Linked DNA regions of Drosophila melanogaster: region 2 is linked to region 1. The links are chromatin contacts, called in public targeted proximity ligation maps. All regions are on one chromosome and are shown on one strand. The core of a region is the stretch at or near the end of the contact, and the rest is flanking DNA. Distances in the headings are between cores, read along the strand shown.

The links.
Region 2: a targeted proximity ligation map of the Kc167 cell line shows a contact between it and region 1, with 9 times the contacts expected there. A contact is called at or near these places in 4 of 107 Hi-C or Micro-C datasets (the Kc167 cell line, the Ras3 cell line and leg imaginal disc) and 1 of 7 datasets of targeted methods (the Kc167 cell line).

Annotation. Positions count from the first base shown.
Region 1 is chr3L:11,243,274-11,248,239 of dm6, forward strand. lncRNA:CR44713 (long non-coding RNA:CR44713) reads left to right here and starts at 3,680. Exons shown (of 1, transcript NR_124876.1): 1 at 3,680-3,950. It overlaps lncRNA:CR44714 (long non-coding RNA:CR44714), which reads right to left and starts at 3,959. Exons shown (of 1, transcript NR_124875.1): 1 at 3,612-3,959. lncRNA:CR44715 (long non-coding RNA:CR44715) reads right to left here and starts at 4,824. Exons shown (of 1, transcript NR_124877.1): 1 at 4,131-4,824. It overlaps lncRNA:CR44717 (long non-coding RNA:CR44717), which reads left to right and starts at 4,856. Exons shown (of 1, transcript NR_124878.1): 1 at 4,856-4,966.
Region 2 is chr3L:11,527,740-11,533,555 of dm6, forward strand. The region is part of intron 1 of Mob2 (Mob2,); the gene reads right to left. Among named protein-coding and RNA genes, the nearest start is that of Fuca, 7.9 kb to the left of the region's middle.

The sequences.
Region 1 (4,966 bases), core at 2,430-4,929:
AGTTAAGGAAAAAAAAAAGAGAAGGACCATTCATCTATTAGCGATCCTATCTGACTTCTTCCAGCACCCATCTATTCCAGCCGAGTACCTTGTGATCGATGTCAAAACATCGGCGACCTCAGCGAGAATCGTGTGACAGCGGGAGATTTTTGGGAAAACCAAACCATTAACTCATTGTGGAAAATTTGAGGATAATTTCGAGGCACCCGGATCTCGACACAGGTATAGAACGGATACTCGACGAGGGCTAGAAAAACCAGAACCTGATGATCGAGCTAGCTCCTTGCATCAGGTAGAATTGATGCGACTGAAAGGACGATAGCCAAGGGACAGGCGACACTTTGGACTGATGAAATCATTTAGGAATATATAGAAATCATTTGGAAATCTTTAAAAATGTCTGGTCGTCTGGAAGCATTACCATTTCGCTACGCTCTGCATAAATTACGTTCATCGAAAGTTCCAGCCGAGCGACACTCGATACGAGTACGAGTTTCGATTGCTATTTGTTGTTATGCTAAATCTATTCAGTTCTTAATTTAATTGATTTAGTGCGACTTGACCCGGGAAGCGGATTGCAGCATGGTCTATTTTTGGTTATTTGTCCAAAAACCAACTTCTAACCTCGACAAAGTCGGATTGCTTGAGCTCTCCCTACACTTGAAGAAACATAGTTACCAAATAGGATTAAAATATTATGTTTACAGGTTTTTTTTTCTTATAGTCGCTCTATTTTCTCAAATTTTCCTAGCATGTCTAAGCATTATTTCCCTCATGTATTGCAAGAAGGATAAGGACTTAGAGTTCAGGACTAAAACTCAGACACAGCCAACTTTTGACCTTCGTAGCACACGCAATTTCAGGGGTGATTAGCGCTCAGATGTTGGGCACATGGCACCTACCCCCTCCCGAGTTTCCCATACACATTTCCCGTTCGTTTCCTATATTCCTCTATATATTCCATAACCCATACCCATTCCCATTGCGAGTCGAGAGTTGATTCCACGGCTAGACGAAAGGGGCTGGGTCAGAGTTGAGTGCTAAATTGATAAATTGCCTTGATTGGAAAGGAAGTTGTGAGTTGCTTGGGGTTGTATTGTTTTCCCCTTGTTTTCCTGCTCTACGGCTCCGTTTTATGGTGTCCATTTCCCATAGAGCTCCAGCTGGGATGTGGCCATTAAAGAGTACGAGTTGAGTCGAGTCCGAGTCCGAGTCCGAGGAGTCGCATCCCTAATTGTAAAAGAGGGGGGAGGAAGCTAACCCATCGTTTCCTCAATCTCTGTTTATAATCAACTTGAACTTGGAAGGTTACACGTCAGTGGTTTCTCTACCATGAGTTTATAATCCTATTTGTTGCTTCCAGACGCTCTAATAAGTTGTCATCTATGTACATATGTACATACATACATATGTCTTATGGTGGTTCGTTATTATATGTGTTATTTCCTCACTGACATTAGTCACCTTTTTCGTTATCAAAATCGATCATACGAGACTGCTTTAACCAGTCTTCTTTGTTAAAGTTTCTTCTTTTTTTTTTTATTGGGCAATAAAAAAAGACACACTCATTGATTTAAAATTTGATTTGGGCTAGTCACTTCATATATGTAAGATTGAATTTAATATTGATAAGCAAGCAAGTATTTACTAATATCTCTTATTGGCATTTCAGTGCGCTCTCTTTGCTGCACAATAATCACAATACATTGAAATGGGCTAACGATTTGCATAATGGGATGATGATGATGATGATGAGGGCGGTCATCAAATTTCCAGCTGGATCTTGACATTGTTGATGGAATCAGCCATGGCACTCTGATAATATAAACTGCCGCTCTTTATCTGCTCCATTGTTGCAGGTCTCACATGACAGGTGTGTCATAGTCAGAATCCCCATACCAAGCCATACATATGTAATGCTCTAAACAAACGTTCCACCATCATCGTATCAACTTTGTGTATCAAATTTTTGCATAGTTTTCCATGGAACTAATCCACGTTCATCAACCGAATGAGGTGAAAACAGAGAGGAACACCAGGGATACCATTGGGATGGATGGCGGAAAAAACAAAGGGGTTGGATGCGGGTGGTGAAGAATTGCCACCCAGAACACATGTATGTCCAGTAATTTCATCATTTCTACGTTTTCTCCAATTTCATGCAACTTTACGTAGCCGTCTAAAAAAAAAAAAACCTAAGGTATAACATGAAATAGAGAGGCAGAGAGAGAAAGGTAATACCGAAAAGAAGAAAAGCAAAAGAACTCGTTGCCAAGCAGAAAATGAACTATTGATGGAAAAAAGCTGACGGCGAATGCACAACACAGGCAAAAGGCACAAAAGATACAAAAGATACATGGCATGACTTTGTAGCAGATACAAATACAGGCCACCTTCTCTAACTGAAAATTTCCGAGGGCTTCAGTTACAGAAAAAATGTTCGTTAAGGTTAATTTCGATTAAATGCCTAAGAGCAAGGTTTGTCTGTATATATTAGATATTTTATAATATCCTTCGTATCTTTTAAATCTAATCATCACTTACTGTAATTTTGTTTATTTTATTATGTTTTTTTTATTGCTAATGAACAATCATATTTGTATATACTGCTCTAAAGTCACATATGTATATCTCCTACATTATGCACACTATTAATAAACGTAGAGATAACAAGTTCCTCATTCTGCAGGCTAAGGATTTAAGAAAAGTATCTTTAAGATGCAGCCAAGGCAGTTACACCTGTGTAGGTGCACGTACGTGTGGGTGCAGCTGTGTGCAGAATAAAACAGATGATTGCCCATAAGCAAAACGAACAACAACAAAGGCCGGCCGGGCTCCAAAGAGCCATCTCTCCCGCTCTCTCTCTCTCCCTCTCTCTCTCTATCTATCTCTCTATCTCTGTCTGTTTGGGGGCCCTCTCTTCGCTCTGTTGCAGCAGCGAAACAAAAAATAAATAAATAAATAACCAGCTAAAAAATAAAAGAAGAGAAAGACCAACAACAAGCAAACAGCAACACAAACACTTACTGCACACACTCTCACAAGCACACCAACACTGGCGCACACACACAGTGGGGCACAAATGGGAAAGATATGAAAATGAAACGTTGCCGTTGAGCAACTTGATTCCAATGGACTTGGCTCACTCAGTGAGTGAAAAACGGCAACGGCGCACGAGAGCCGTGTGTGCAGGCAATAAGAAAAAAGCAACAACAACAACAACAACAACGGCAGCAGCCACAAACAACACGACAGCAGCAGGAACAGCAACAACAACAATAACAGCTGAGGCAGCAACAAAACCCTAGGCATAATACATATACTTACTTACCTACCTACCTAGCTGTATCCAAAGATATATGTATATGCGACTATCTATCCAACTTGCCACATACATAGTTGCACACAAACAGCGGTCGCCAAATGAATAGGCTCTATCAACCTTTGAACAATACAAATAGAATGAATACTCGATTTTGAAGACTTTATTAGCTGCAAATGTAGATAAATATATAGTTTCAATTGAATTATATACACTTAAATACTGGTTACTAAATTATTAAACAAGTTAAAGTTTAAGTCTGTTTATTAAAAAATGCTGCAAATTCATTAACAAACGCCAAAAGGCTGTCCACTTGGTGCACAGTAAAAAGTTAAGGAACGATTAGAAGTATCTGTAATCAGTCGTTCTGCATTATTTTACGTATCTATAATTTTAAAATAAGGTGCCATGCACCGATAGAGTTTTTAATCAATAGAGGTTAACCACCCATAATATCCGTTTGACCGATAATGGTTACTATTCCAGCAAATCGTGTGACTGTAAACCGATTTTAGCACCTGAGATTTATTGATATCGATATTAAGATTATTAAGTTGATTGCATTTGAAAGTTATAAATTTAGGATCGTAATGATAAATATTTCATAAGGAACTGATTAAATAATTTTAAATACTAAATTGCAGATACATATGTAAATACATATTTATAAACATTAATGCTATTTCGTAAGTATATACAAATAGAAAAAAATAAGATATATATACTGTATTTATAACCAACGAAAGTTAAATAAAGTTAAACTCATAGGCTCGATTTTATCATTATCAATATTATTTTGGCCCCCTTTGTACTGCTGCATACATATATGAAAGTGTGTGTGTGTGTGTTTTTGGGGGGCGCGTTGACTGCGCGAAACGAGTTGGAAAATCAAGATATATAGATATGTACGTACGTACGTACGAATGTATGTATTTCACTGGCTGCGCTTGGAGCTGCGCTGCCCGCAGAGACGTCGACAGAGGGCAGCGGCTGATTTTGTGTACACAATGCAAATACACATACAGTTGCACATAGTGCTGCTGGTTTGTGTCGGTGCGGGGGGCAGTGGGAGGCTCGACTCAGAAACATCTGATGAGCGAAACAGCTGCAAGCCCAATGAAAGAGCAGCGGGAGAGCCAGTAAAATTACTGCAAGTTTTGAGCAGCGAGAGACAGAGAGCTGTGCGATAAATGCATGAAAATCAGCTTAATAATATAGCAAACCATTAATTAACGTTCAGTGCATTTAAAAATGCAGCAAATAACTATAATTATGGCACTTTTTAGCAGGAAAAGCCAATAAGAGAGCCTGTTCCAGTTAATATGTTTCGCCGACCAGCTCCAGCTGAGAGCAAAAGAATCAGCTGTGAAAGACGAAGTGAGTGAAAATTGGAGCGCAAACTGGGGGATGAGAATTTTTGCTAAAGAGAACTTAAGAGCGGCCGTTACATGTGAAACTCTCTTGAGTGGTTTACAAAAACTGAAAGAGCGCACGAACATACTATATTTTTCACTCAAACGTGTTTCAAACCAAAGAGATTTTCATACAAAAATTATTACAAAATACAAATTATTTAAATCAGACGTGTAAAGTAGCAAGAGAAAAGAATCTCATTTTGCACATAAATAAATAATAAATAGGCGA
Region 2 (5,816 bases), core at 837-3,336, 280 kb after region 1:
ATTCTTGTTGGCACCTTTGAGCTTAGAGTTTCTTTCATTTTTTGGTATTATTTACGTTGCTTTGGTCATCTTGCCTTCTGCGATCCGTTAGGGAAATTAGACCATTTATTTAGCCCGAAAAACGAATCCAACCGATTCGAAACAAACCAAACGGAAAGCTCCGTATCGCCCAAGTGACTAGCTTCAAATGTTATCGCTTGAAAAGCATAACGCTCAGTACGCTTCGGAAAAAAGAACTCGTGGTATTTTGATGGAAATCGGAGAGAGAGAGACCAAGAAGACTCTCCCAGAGAACCAAGTCCCAATCCTATGAGCTACCAAACTTTTTCATTGATAGATAAAGAGTTAGGAACCCTTACAACATTACTATATCTTAAGAAGGAAAGACCTGCGCACCTTGAAAACTGAGAGTTCGGTGGTATCTAAACAAGACTTACGAATTGGTTGATATTCAAAAGCCTTGAAATAGTTGAAGGCAAATGAAATCAACTTTTGTCCCAACAACAAGTGCAACAACTACGCTCAGAATGCATTCTTAATAATTTATTTGATTTTTCTGAATGATAAAACAAGGTACGCTTTCAACCAACCATAAGAACTAGCTGGTGTACAAAACAAATTTATCGTATTTATCGTATCTTTTGAGATCACGTGCCTTTGGCTAGTTTCAAAAACCCCTCAAAAGAAAAGAATAAAAAGCATAACGCTTATCAAAACTAAGAATCAACAAGTCTTTTCATATTTGCCTCCATATTGTTTATATTTATGCAAAGAGCTCGAAAAAAGTGCGTGGCCGTGCTCATGGGCATAACCGAGTTTAATAAACATTTATCAGTCGACCGGAGAGACGGTGGCAAATGCGTCTCTTTAGGCATTTAAACAAATAAACTTAGTTCTGATTATAATTATGCCACCCACCCAACGCCGCCCGTTGTGCCCGCACGATATCGGCGAAGCGTGCTGATAAAACTCGAAATCCAAACACATATGTAGGTACGTACGTACATATATAATATGTATGTACACATTCATTGAAGTATATAGTCATCGTGTGTACATTTGAATATCAGACAAATGTGCGCTTTTGTTCCCCATTATTTGCTGGGAGGCGGCGAGGCGTGGCGCACAGGTAACCACCAGACAAGCGACTTTCCCGTTCAGTTATTTTTTTTTTTTTTTTCATTCAGATAATGCAAATCCACCCGCCCGCATTTAAGTGGCAGTTGGAGTGGCATACGGTGGGATTGGGGCATTAGCATTAGCATTAGCGGTGGCACTCTAACTAATAGTTATTCCATCAAGTGCCAAATAATGCCAAGGACCTCCACATCGCACATCGATCTGTGTGACGCCGCCACCAACACCACCTTCGCTCTTGTCGCACAAAATTTGCGTGTCAGGTCAGAGGCGACGAAAGGTCGACGTGAATGGATTGTGCGCTCCGGTTCCAATTTAAATGGCCGGATGCAGTCTGGCACACTAGATGGCACACTAAGATTGGGCGGAACTCAAGGCGCGTCGTACCCTGTAATCAAGGACACAGAGCACTGGTTTCGAGTGCAAATCAAATCCTTGACTCACGCCAACTCATTTGCAAACTAAATGGACTTTCTTTGGATAATATTGGAAAATAGTTCTTTAAATTTGTTACATTTGTTGATTACATTTTATAACATTTTTAGAAGTTGTTGAAATGAAGAAGAAGTAGAAGTATTTTGATAAAGAAAGTGGGAATTTCTAGGACTCTATATATATATATATAAAAGAACTAACTTAAACGTGAAGATTTGTACATTTGTACATCCGTGTATTATAAAATCCAGTTTAATCCTACTTTATTCGATTTGTAAACTTTCCCTTTCCAGTTCTCAACCTGAGTTTAGGTACCTTCGTCCGTCAGTCGCCTTGACACATTTTTTTCAAGATGGTGAACTGTAAAACACGTTCTCACTTGGAAAAGCTCTTAGTCGATTACCGATTCGTGCGACAACTTTATTGCACCTCCGATCGAATGGGAACTACTGGCAAACAAACCATTAACCCACACACTCAATTTACACACTGGGGCCAATCGAAGTGACGTGTTGTGTGGCGCGATAAGTCGACTTCTTTCGGTTTCTTGCAATTTCACAAGAAGTTCCTCGGAAACGTCACATACAAGTCGTATTAAATGTGTGTTTTATGGGGTTTCCCGTATAATATCTTCTATTTTTCTTTTATCACATAAACACCTCGCTTCTATATCGCAGAATAGGCCGCAAATATATTCGCACGTTTGGATTTTATATCGCATTTCGTGTGCCATCGCTACGAGTCGAGCGAAAACCTAAAACTAAAAGCCACAAAAAATCGAAATGGATGGATGGTATGGCCAAAATGGGTGCATAAAAAATTGGTGATAAATAAAATTGAAATTCCAACTCATCATTTTCGTATTGGCACGAAAGAGTGCCCAAAATGTGGGTGGGTTTAGCTGTGGCTTTGACCTTGTGTCGTAGATAAAGCGAATATAGTTTGAAACATTCAGAACTGGCCAAAAAAAACAATTAGCCAAAGGAGAAGAGAAGGCGACCAGAGCCAAGGGAATTCAATACATGGTCGAGAACCTGACCTAATGTTATATTTCTTATTGTTTCGATTCGAAGCATATGGCCCCAAAACACACCCAACACCCCAGGGAGGTGGCAAAGCGAAGGGACTAGGAATTGGGCCATATGAGAACCACCTCCCAACCCCTCCCCCATTAGAGTGGCCCTGAACACACATGTCCATTTAGCCCCCACCAACTCCATCATTTTAGATAAGCTCACGGGCTTTCCCGACATCGCTCTCGTGTGCCATTTACCCCGAAAAATATTGCGATAGGCCTCGCTCGCCATATGCTACGCACAAAACCAATCATCGTGATATTGATCTATCAATTAAAAGCCTTTTGCTGTTGCCCCATCGCACCCCAGATACTAATTGTAAATAGGTAGGTGAAGTGAGGTGCTGCTTTTTATACACATACATATGCATAATGCATATCATAGTTAAAAATCGCTAGTCACTCGAAAATTGTACACAAAAAAGCAGTCGAGTTTTAGTTGGTTATCTCTGCATTTACTTAGCTAAGCATACATTTTTAGTTAGCTTAGCAAAAGCGTGAGTTTGATTTACAATCATTTTTAGTAGGAGCAGTTTTAAATTTTAAATAAATAAGATGAAATGATTATTTCAAAAGCAAATACATATATGCATGAGTATTTCCCTTTGATAAACTAGTAAATTAAATGTAAACATTAAAGTATTTCAGCATGACAGGATTTTTGCAAAATTTCTATCCGTATGACACACATATGGTAGGCATAACAAATTCTGTTTATTCTAACATTTCTATAACGAAATACATAGCTCTTTATGCTGATTATAATGATGATGAAATCGAGCAAATGGCTCGTTGTACTAACTGGGCTGATTATTGCAGAAGAACAGCGAACGAAATGGAATTGAAAATGGAGCTATAGCTCATCGGGAGATGTAGTTGGAAATATTGCTTAATATCAGACAATGACTAAACTACGCCCCAGAAACAAAGGCACATCCACGACAATAGACAATGGAAGACGAAGACCCTAGTTTTCCCCCGCCTCTTTCACCCACCGCACAGTGGTTTTCCATAACTGCTATCAACTGTGTGTAAGTATTTAGCCATATAACTGCCTATACATATCTGTATATACGATTGCATGTGGGTGTGAGAGCGGGTTATTGTTGTTGACGATGTCGAAAGTAACGTCGTTGTAAGTGTCCAAAGGTGTTGAAATTGCCATAACAACAACCACAGTGTGGCGGAGATATAGCCGAGTCGTACGATAAGTTAATAGCCAGAATGCACACAGCCAAACAAAAAAACAACAAGAACAGAACAACAAACGACTGATAAGATACAGCGAAAAACGAGGAAGAACAACTACCCCACTAGACACTTTGCTATACCACTTTGAATATGTTCTTCAAAGAAAGATACATTTCCTTTGATTTGCATAGAACGTAAACACTACAATGTTTTTATGTGTAAAATATTAAGAGCTATACTTGTGTCAATATGAATATTTGCGAGAATAAATTAAGCTAGAACCAGTTGAGAATTATAAGTCGCCCCATAAGGAAAGTGGTTTGACCTTTTATTTTAACATACAGGCTTCTTATTAAAGTAATATATTTACAAATTCTAGAAGTTTCTCTGTGCTGCCTCAAGAAGCTTTCACTGCCCGAATTGGCCACCAACTTTGTTGTCTGTCACCCCAATCATGACATGATGATGGGGATGATGTAATGGTCTGGCCATAACCACAGCCTTTCTAACTAGCTCCGTCTTGGTGTCTGTCTCCCACAAAATATATGTATCTATGTATATTATTGTGGTCTGACTCTGGCTCTTTGTGTTCAACACTCGCGGCAAAAAGGGCCCAGTTCAAGATACAGAAACCGAAAGAAAAAATCAACAGCCGAAATGAGCATGGAAACGTGACAGAATAATGGCATCACATAAACGTCTCATTGATACACGATAGCTCTGGGTGGCTATTGAAGTAAATGGCATACATAAAGGCCAGACACCACCGCACAAGCCAAATGTGGGCCAGCAACTCTTTAGACCCCAAGACACAAATGGAGCTGGGTTAAATTACACTGGAGTTTGAGATAAGTTAACCAAGTCAGCATATTGTTTTTGTTTGTTGATCCCCAAGTCTGATCTAAGCTAAGTCTTAGGAAGGATCTAGCTTTTGTATAGATAGATACTCGAAGATCCAAAGAGTCTAATCCGGATAAAGCCACACATACTTTTGATTTATTCTCTGAATCAAGAGCTAGATTTGCCATAGGCAGATTTCACTGCATCCGAGATTGACAATCTCAGCGCCAATTTGCCATTTCCATCTCTCAAAGATGCAATAGCATCTGTAAGTGTATCTGCATCTGGAAACCGGTTGGAACCGTTCACCCGCCAGATATTCATACAGAATGCATAATAGCGAAGGCGGCACTAGAGGCCACTCAACCGGGCGCGAATTACGTCATATGATCGAGCGGTTGCATTTATCCAGTTGGATTCACATCATTCCCGCAACGCAATCACCGCAACTGGACTGTTTATTTGGATTGGCACGGATGATCATTATCCACTGAGCCCCAGGCACAAGCCCACCTTTGCAAACAGCGAAGTGTAAAAGCAAAAGTTGGTCAATTAATAGAATATCGAAAGGTTTCCCCAAGTGCGTATAAATTATCATGGCAAATCGGGCGCTTAATTAACCACAATTGCGGGCTGGGCAGACATATGTACATACATACATATGTACATATAGACACACATAGTCAAGTACAAAGACTGGCGATGTGCCTGCCCTCCTTTGATCGATGTCAATTCGTGAGTCAACCGAATGCATGAGGCACCACCAAATTGAAAAACGGGAAAAAGTGCACGGAATAAATTGTAGTAAAGCCGATTAAGAAATCCGTGAATGACAAGCCAACCTGTTGGAACTGAACCATCGATAACGATCGGAATCGAATCGATGTATGATTGCACATAAGTGAAGCTTATCAGTTTTTCATTTTGGGGATACATTGTGTGTTATCACATAGTAGCATAGCATGAGCTCATTTCCGTTCGTGTATTAACTTACAGTTTCACGGATTATGACTAAGACATTTAAGATCAGCAGATGAGTCATATGAGCCAAAGACCACAAACACGAAAAAAATTCCAAGCCAATCAGTACATTCCTTTTTATAAATTTATCAAATATTATAACATATCAATAATATTT